Linked DNA regions of Mus musculus: regions 1 and 3 are each linked to region 2. Evidence: chromatin contacts called from public Hi-C and promoter capture Hi-C data. All regions are on one chromosome and are shown on one strand. Each heading gives the region's core, a stretch centred on a gene start, on an enhancer-like site or on the middle of the called end of the contact. The rest is flanking DNA. Distances are from core to core; before and after follow the strand shown. Region 1 has its middle 51 kb from the start of Runx3. Region 2 holds the start of Selenon (selenoprotein N). Region 3 holds the start of Dhdds (dehydrodolichyl diphosphate synthase).

What was found. Promoter capture Hi-C pulls out the DNA fragments that hold promoters and counts their contacts. Hi-C and Micro-C count contacts between places; a contact is called where the count stands out from the background.
Region 1: a Hi-C map of pro-B cells shows a contact between it and region 2, with 6 times the contacts expected there. The contact joins the enhancer-like site here to the promoter of Selenon in region 2. A contact is called at or near these places in 4 of 484 Hi-C or Micro-C datasets (cortical neurons, embryonic stem cells and pro-B cells) and 2 of 115 datasets of contacts at active chromatin or transcription factors (large pre-B cells and microglia).
Region 3: a promoter capture Hi-C map of liver shows a contact between it and region 2. The contact joins the promoter of Dhdds here to the promoter of Selenon in region 2. A contact is called at or near these places in 2 of 39 promoter capture datasets (both in liver).

The regions. Positions count from the first base shown.
Region 1 is chr4:135,201,917-135,204,661 of GRCm38.p6, forward strand. No RefSeq gene overlaps it. Among named protein-coding and RNA genes, the nearest start is that of Runx3, 51 kb to the left of the region's middle. Within about 2 kb of position 1,480, at least 161 of the 459 cell types and tissues checked have an H3K27ac peak or open chromatin away from gene starts, as enhancers often do. A contact at or near this core is called in microglia and pro-B cells, where this site is marked.
Region 2 is chr4:134,550,702-134,553,641 of GRCm38.p6, forward strand. It overlaps Selenon (selenoprotein N), which reads right to left and starts at 1,465. Exons shown (of 12, transcript NM_029100.2): 1 at 1,236-1,465; 2 at 716-833. The coding sequence starts at 1,418.
Region 3 is chr4:133,999,503-134,002,435 of GRCm38.p6, forward strand. It overlaps Dhdds (dehydrodolichyl diphosphate synthase), which reads right to left and starts at 1,380. Exons shown (of 9, transcript NM_001362959.1): 1 at 1,223-1,380; 2 at 767-891. The coding sequence starts at 829.

The sequences.
Region 1 (2,745 bases), core at 230-2,729, 650 kb after region 2:
TGGAGAGGATGATTAACTGGCCTGGAGCCAAAACCTCCGCTCCCCACAGTCGGTGCCACGTGGCTTCTGCTGGGAGTCCAGCGCGCCGCAGCTGTGCCACGTGGCTTCTGCTGGGAGTCCAGCGCCGCAGCCGTCAGCTGTCATAGCAAGAACACTGACTGACTGGCAGCCCCTCCATGATTATGGTCGCCTTGCCCACAGTCCTCAGTAGCCTCTCTCTACTGCGATGCCACAGACTGGGCTGAAGAGCTGTCCCCGGTGGTGTCCCAAGTACCAGTCGAGTCCACCGTGCACCTGCAAGGCAAGTCCCTCAGTTTCCTCACCTAAGCACTTCTGGTCCTCCTGACCCAAACAGGTAGAGGGTTCTCGAAGCTTCAAATCTGTGGAAGAAACCACAGAACTGCACTGCAAAAATAAAAACGCTCCACAAGTTTGGGGATGCAGCTTCAGAAGACGGGGCCTGTCTAGCATATGTGAGACCCCACGTTTGATCCACAGCAACACACATGCATGTGCGCACACACACACAGAGAGAGAGAGAGAGAGAGAGAGAGAGAGAGAGAGAGAGAGAATTAAAACAAGCAAAACTAAAGAAAAACACATACCACAAAGAGAACACTAGAACCAGGGCTGGTGACATACATCAAGCTACTTGTCACACTTGTCAAAGCCTGAAGACTCCAGTTTGGTCACTGGAACTTATAGAAGAAGAAGAAGAAGAAGAAGAAGAAGAAGAAGAAGAAGAAGAAGAAGAAGAAGAAGAAGAAGAAGAAAAGACTCCCAAAAGTTGTCTCCTGACTGCCACACGTGTGCTGGAGTGTGTGCTCGCACACGCAATACTGATAAGAATTAAAAAAAAAAAAAAAACAAACTCTCTCAAGTCATTAACTTAGAAAGAACACAAGAAAGTTAGTCGAAAACAAGATGCCAGTGGATAAGATACTAGCCAAGAAACAATGGAAAGTTAAAAAAAAAATGGCTGGGCCTGTGGACATTGCTCAGCCGCAGGAGCGTGGTTTCCATTGAAGCTGAGAGCAATGGAATGGAGCAAGACACACCCCCACCCCCACCCCCACCCCACCCCCATAGTACCTATCAAAAGCCTTAAAACAGCTCCATTTTGTTCACATTTTTCCTCTCTTTGTCTGTCTTTCTTTTTTATTTTTGTCTGTTTGTTTATTGGGGGTTTTGGGTTGTTTGTTTGTTTGTTTGTTTGTTTGTTTGTTTTGAGACTGTTTCTCTGTGCTCACACTCAGAGATCTGCCTGCCTCTGCCTGCTGGGATTAAAGGTGGTTCACATTTCTTAATCTGTTTCCTAAGGCTATGCTGGTGGAACACTCCCCGCCCCAGCCAATGCCCCCCCCCCCACATACTCTCACACTTTCATTTCCCATTTCTGCATATTTCCTCTGCACTCCATACACGGAGTACAGCCCCAGATGCGTGCTCAACGACATCACCCTCCGGCTGTGACTAAATGTGTCACCATGAGAGCTGGAAACAACCGAGCCCTGCTCATCGTGGGACAGGCGAGCAGGGAGGGGATCTGACCAAAATCTAGAGTTCCAGATGACGCGGAGATACTTGCAACATAGTCGACTAGTGACAGAGAATAAAGCCCTGCCGCCCTCACAGGAAAAGAAACCCCTAGTCAACAGGCTGGAGACACACCGCAGTAGGCTGTCCCCGAGGGCCAGTCGCAACTCAGGGTGGGGGGTAGGGGTGAGGGTGGGGGTGGGGCTGCTGCCAAGCCTCTTGCTTCCGGTGCTTTCCAAACATTCTCAGTGAGCAGAAAGACTTTCGTCATCGCCTAAGCAATAAAAATAAAATAAAACAAAACAAATAAAACAAAACAGCGGTACTCTTTCTTCTTCACCCTTTGTCTTTTTCTCTCTGCAAAGTTCCTTCATGGGTCAGTTGAGGTTGGTTGGGTAAATGTCTGTGAGGGTGTCCGTAGCGGCGCGTTCGTGAATCAGCCTCAAGCCTGGCTTGCACTGCCTGCCTGTCTCTATTTACATTGCTCTCCCTTGCTATTCCCGATGCTTGTGGAAGACAGAAAAACCCAATGTCTCTGTTTAGTCACATCTAGCCACGACACTGATACTGGGAAAGCATCAGGCTGCCCCATACAGATGTGTTTTAACCTGAAATGGACACTGGGTGTCAAGGATTGCCTGTGGCCTGGCGCCTGGCGAGTGGCATTGTGCTACCCCAGAGCTGGAGAGACCCGTAAAATCTGGCAGGAGAGGATAAAGATACAGGTGTGGCCCCATAGCTACGGCCCCCATCCACCCACCCCACCCCCATCCTGCCCCCATTGAGCCTCGAGGGTTTGTACCAGATCAGCACTAACCCCCTGCAGTCCCTCTCTGGCAAGGAACTCCGGCCTTGGCCATCCTTGTCACACAGACGCTGGAGACAATCCAGCTTCCTGCTGTCATGATTGATTTCTACTTGACATCAGATAAGGAAAAGCAGGTGTAGAATGTCAAGTTCAAATGTGACGGCAGAGCCCTGCTGGATTTTCCCTTCAAAAACCAACTGCCAGTGGCAGTGGCAAAACTGATCCCGGGCTGGGAACTTGGGATGGTCTGTGTTTACAGTTATTCACATTTCCCGATCAAAACTGCAAAACAGGTGACCTCGAGGTTCCTGCAGGGACCCCTGAGTCCCAGAAGGATCTGTAGGAATAGGGAGCAGGTTTGGTTTGGTTTGGTTTGTTTGTTTGTTTGTTTGTTTTTTAAC
Region 2 (2,940 bases), core at 215-2,714:
CTGGCCACCAGCCTGGCATCCGTGGAAGAGTTCCAGGCTAAGGAGAGACTCTGCCTCAAACAAACAGTGGAAGGCACCTGGGCACTGACCCTCGAGGCTGTCCTCTGTCATAGGCACACCGTACATGAGCACAGAGCTCACAAGTGCACTGACACACAGCCTGGACGGGAGGGACAAGCACTTTATAATTCATTCATTCGAGACTCCGATTATCCTCCTCCCATTTATCGTAAGGAAATCCGCACCTGGGCAGCACTGGCTGGCGACTAGGAATTATACAACCTAGGCTTTAGAGCAGTGCCAGCAGCTGTGACTCCTTCCTGTTTGTGACTGTCTGCATATTGGCCATTGCACACACAGTCTCTGAAATCCTTAACCCTGTGAGTCAGGTCAGGTCTAACCTGGCTCTGTCGTCTTCTAGCCTGGCAAGAGGGTCAATCTGCCTGCATCTTCATCGCTTCAAATACAGCTTAGCCTGACAGCAGCCACGGCCCCAGGCGTGGGACAGGTGTAAAGGCTGCATCCTCTTTCAAGGCTTCAATTTGAGGATGTGGCCTGGCAGGTGGCCGGAGGAATGCTACTGTCACCATTGAAATGGGATTGGGTGCTACGGCAACTCAGGTACCCACCAGCCCGAAAGTGGTGAGGGGGTGTGGGCTCGGGGCCCGGGCCCAATTCCTTTTAGGTTTCCCTGAGTGCCCAGCCTCTCTGGTACCTGTCAGTTTCTCCGCAATGGGTTTGAATTCCTCCGGACTGATGTACATATCCTGGTCAGTGTCCAGCGAGGAAAAGAGAAAGAGGCCATCTGTCCCCAGGACCTTTAATGCCGATTCCTGCTGGGAAGGAAGGAGCTGAGCTAAGCATCACCATGGGCCCCAAACTCTCCATCCCAGTCCCTGAAGCAGGGAGCTGCTTCCTGCTACAGTGGCTCCTGCCATTCTTTTCCAGAGTCCCCTCCACACTTGCCAGCCCATTTGCTCAAATGTCACTTCCCAACAGTCCCAGAGTTCCTTGTCCCCTTTTCAGTCGCGTCTGGTCCCAGCTTCACTCCACGTCTTCATCCATTGTCTACTCCGAGTTCCCTCCCTCCTCTCCCAAAGGCCCGGTCCTACTTTTTACCCTGTCCTGGCCATTGTCCCCTCCGGCCTCCCCACTTCCCCCCTTCCCTGGTGCGGGGTAGAGCTTTGCTCTGCGCCTCTTTCTGCAGCCACTGTCCCCCTCCTGTCCCCTCCGACCTGCCGCGCGGCCGCCTGGGCGTCGGCGAGGAGCGCGCAGGCCCGGGCAGCGGCGACAGCGGCGGCGGCCGCCAGCAGGGCTCCGAGCAGCGCCAGGGCGCGGGCGCGGCGGCGTGGAGGCGCGGGCTGAGCGCCGGGGTCCGGGCTGTGCGGGCGGCGCGCTGCGGGCCTGGCCTGGCCCATGGCGGCGGCTCCGGGGATCCCGGCGGCTGCAGGGAAGGGGATCGCACGGCGCGGGGCGGGCGGCGCGGGGCGGGGCGGAGCTGGGAGGGAGGGCGTCAGCAGGGTGGACTGCCGGCCCATCACTGCCGGGGAAAGAGGGAGGTCCCGAGGGCACAGCGCCTGCTCAGCCGGTCCATAGGCCCTCTACCTCGCCGCTTCCAAAATAAATAAAATAATAAATAAATAAATAAATTCTTTTAGACATCCTTTCACTCTGTAGCTCAGGCAAGCCTGAAACTCGCTGTGTTGTCCAAGCTGACCCTGAACTTGTGATGCTCCTCCTGTCTTCTGAGCCTCCAAGTATAATCACCCTCATCCCTGCGCACACACACAGGCTATGATCACCCTCATCCCTGCACACACAGGCTATGATCACCCTCATCCCTGCACACACAGGCTCTTTCCCTTTCTCCCTCCCTTCCATCCAAAGTTCAGTTAGTTCTGCAAAATGTGTGTGCCATAGTGAAAGAGTGCTGTTGAAATTATGATCTAAAATATGGTTAGGACTCAAAAGAACTCCTGGGAACTGGGGAGAGGACACAGCGGGTTGTTGCAGAAGCTGATCCCTAGCACCCGTGCTAAAAAGCCAGATGTGCCCACACATTATTTAATAGGAAGGTTGAGCAGAAAAACCCTTGGGACTTGTTGGCCAGTTAGTCTAGCCAAACAGGTGAGAGACCCTGTCTCAAAAAATAAGTTGGAGAGTGATAGAGGAAGAGACCTGACATTGGCATAATACGCATACACACACACATAGTACACACATACATACACACACATAGACTCACACACGTACACATATATACATACATACATGAATATGCACATAGACTCAAACACACACATATACACATACATACATACATACATGAATATGGACACAGACTCAAACACACACATATACACATACATACATACATTCATACATACAAACATACATATACACACATAGACTCACATATACATACACACATATACACACATAGACTCATACACATACATATACACACGTACACACATACATACACACATATACATACATACATACATGAATATATACACAGACTCACCCACACATATATACACACATACACATATACACACATACACAACACACATACTCTCACACACATATACACACATATATACATATACACATATACACATACACATATACACACATATACACATACCCACATAGACTCACGTACATACACACATACATATGCACACACATAGACTCACATACATACACACATAATATGCACACACATAGACTCACATACATACACACACATGTATACAATACATACATACATACATATACATACACACATATATATATATACATACACACATATACACTCACATGCATATACATACATACACACACACACACACACACATGAATCCACTTTATAATACCAGAACAGAACATGACTGAGCAGGTTTTAGCCACACATAAAAATGGTGGCCTCCAATG
Region 3 (2,933 bases), core at 130-2,629, 550 kb before region 2:
CACGTTCTTTGTGTATTTCTTTTTTTTAATCCTCAAAAAAGACAAGTTTGTTAAGCCACATGGTTGGTAAATAACAGTTTTCCTCACGGATGTCTGTCTCTAGAGCAGATGGTTAAAGTTTTAACCATCAAAGAACCATTAACTCAGAAGACACTGCAAGGAGAAACCGATGGAAACGCTGGGGCAGTGGTTCTCAGCTGTCCTTATGCTGTGAGCCTGGGATATAGCGCCTCAGGTGCTGACTTCAACCATGAGAGTATTTGCACTGCTACTTTATAACTGCCATTCTGGTACTATCGGAAATCGTAATGTCAGATACCTGATATCCGACCCTGTGAAAGGGTTGTTCAACCTCTGAAGGGGTTGGGACCCACAGGTTGAGAACTACAACTCTAGTGAGACAAATTTCTGTTCCCTCCCATTCAGAGTCACAGTCTCTCTTCCTTTTTCAAACTCAGAGTCTTGTGAATACCAAGAAAGCACCTGACCAGTGAGCTCTTTTGACACTCTCAACGGCACAATTCAGTTTTCCAGAAGGAAAATCTAACAGTCTATGTGATCTAATGATATTAAGAGACCCTGATTGGCCTTAAAAAAAAAAAAAAGTCACACAGTACAATAAATACTAGAAATGCAGCCCTTCAAACTACATTATAATTTCAAGATTCTCTCTTTACTAAATTCTACTTCATTGGGATTGCTACAATTTAATAATGAACTACTCAACTATCCAAAAGGTCAACTTTTCCCCCGGGGTACTGCTCACCTTTATGATGTTAGCACAGAACCGTTCCCACAGTGACAGCTCTCCTTCTTTGATCCATGACATAGTTCTTGCTATGTCAGAAATCACACAAGAACAACAACAACAACAAAAAACAGCCAGATAACCTTGAATAAATGAAAAGAGAGAGAAGTCATCCTTGCTTGCAATAAAACTGACTAAAGAGACTCTGCTGGACTGTGGCAGGCAACACGCGTCTGAATCCAGAGACTGTTCTAATCCGCTCAGGCCTCTACAAGCCAACGGGAGACCTTTGGAGCAAGGTAGTTCCCACTTTCTTATCCTTACGTGCACTGATTTCTTCCAAATATCCTGCCACATCATGGTACCTACATCTTGCTTGGTCAATCCCCACAACTTCCTTCTCTATTGCCCCGCAAACCATTGCTCACTCTAAGCTAACCAATCACTACCCTCCTTGGATGCCGCATCTGTTACCTCAATGGTCACTCTCCCGGCTGGACTTTAGTGTTTCCCGCAGCTAACTCCACATCCAGCTTCCCCTCCTCTGGGTCTCTGTGTTTACTCCCCACCTAGGACGCAGGAGAAGGCGCTTTTCCACCACTCCCGGGCGACTTACGACTTGGCGCTGAAAGAACACGTCACCTCTACGTGATTGGCTCCGCCTCCTCCGTCCGTGGTGGGCGGGGCCGCCCCTGCGTACTCGGGGGCGGAGCGGTGCGAGTTCTTGCGAGTTGGCTATTGGTGGCCGCTCTCGCGGGGCGTGGAAACAGCGCCTGGGAGGCCGAGGTCACGTGAGCCGATACTCCTACCTCTTGGGTCTCCTATTGCAAGCCCTGCACGTTAGGCGAGTTGAGCCTGAGGGATCGAGATGTGTTCGGCCCACGCATTTGCGTGGTCTCAGGTGTTGTGGCAGTTTGTTAGGGAGAGAGGATGCGGTTGCTCCACCTCAAAATTGAGTTTCTCTATGGATGATCGCAGTGCTTATATTATGGGAGACACGGTAATGTCGTATTTTGACAGTCCTCCTACCTCAGTCTCCCCAACTGCTGGGGATATGGACGTAAACCATGGAAGTGAACTGCGTTTATTTAAAAATTTGTCTTGGGCTGGAGAGGTGGCTCAGAGTTTAAGAGTACCGACTGCTCTTCCAGAGGTCCTGAGTTCAATTCCCAGCAACTACATGGTGGCTCACAACCATCTGTAATGGGATCTGATGCCCTCTTCCGATGTGTCTTAAGACAGCGACAGTGTACTCACATACATAAAATTAATCTTTAAAAAAACAAAATTGTCTTAAAAGTGTTCTTTTAGCCGAAACTGATGGCACGTCGTCACTGAACTCAGCACTCAAGGCTGAGGCCATTTGAATTAGTTAATGTCTTTTCTGCTACGTAGTAAATTTAGTCACCCTGATCTAGGGGATACTGTCTCCTCAAAAAATTCTGACGTGTTTTTTTACTTGTCGCCTTTTAATGCTGCTAACGCATCAGAAGGGTTTCTTGCGCTGGTCACTTTTGGGGAGCGATGCAAAGCAACTTTATAATTTGCAGATTCCGAAGACCCACGTTAATGAACTTAGGAGGACAAGTCAGAAAGAGCTTTACTCTTAGGACTTCCAAAACCACAATCCGTAGCATTTGGGAATAGAGCCCTAGTGGTAGAGTTCTTGCCTAGCAGGCTAGAAGCCCTGGGTTCAGTTTCCAGCCCAGTATAAAAAAGCATGGTGGCAGCGAATGCAGGGCAATCAGCAGTTTAGGTCACCTAGGGCGTTTGAGGCTAGCGTGGCCTACACAGGAAAACTCAACCTCAAAACTAAACAAAAATAGAAACAATCTTAAACATACAACAAAACACCATAAGCCACTTGTGGAGAGCTTTGGGGGTCAAGCAAGAACTCAAAAGCATTAGCTGTATAGCTAGTCTGAAGGACTTTTAGATACCTAACAGAACAAACTTGGGCCTGGACTGGGCTTCGGGAAACTTGCCTCCTCAAAAGTATTATCATCATCATCCATTGTCTTGCCTCTTGATGTATTTAATGATACAGGGAAGAAGTTGTTCTGCTTTCACACACACACACACACACACACACACACACACACACACACACACACACACACACACAAGCCAAAAAACTGAACTTTCAGTATCTGATGCAACTAGTATTTCTTTCAAATCATACTTG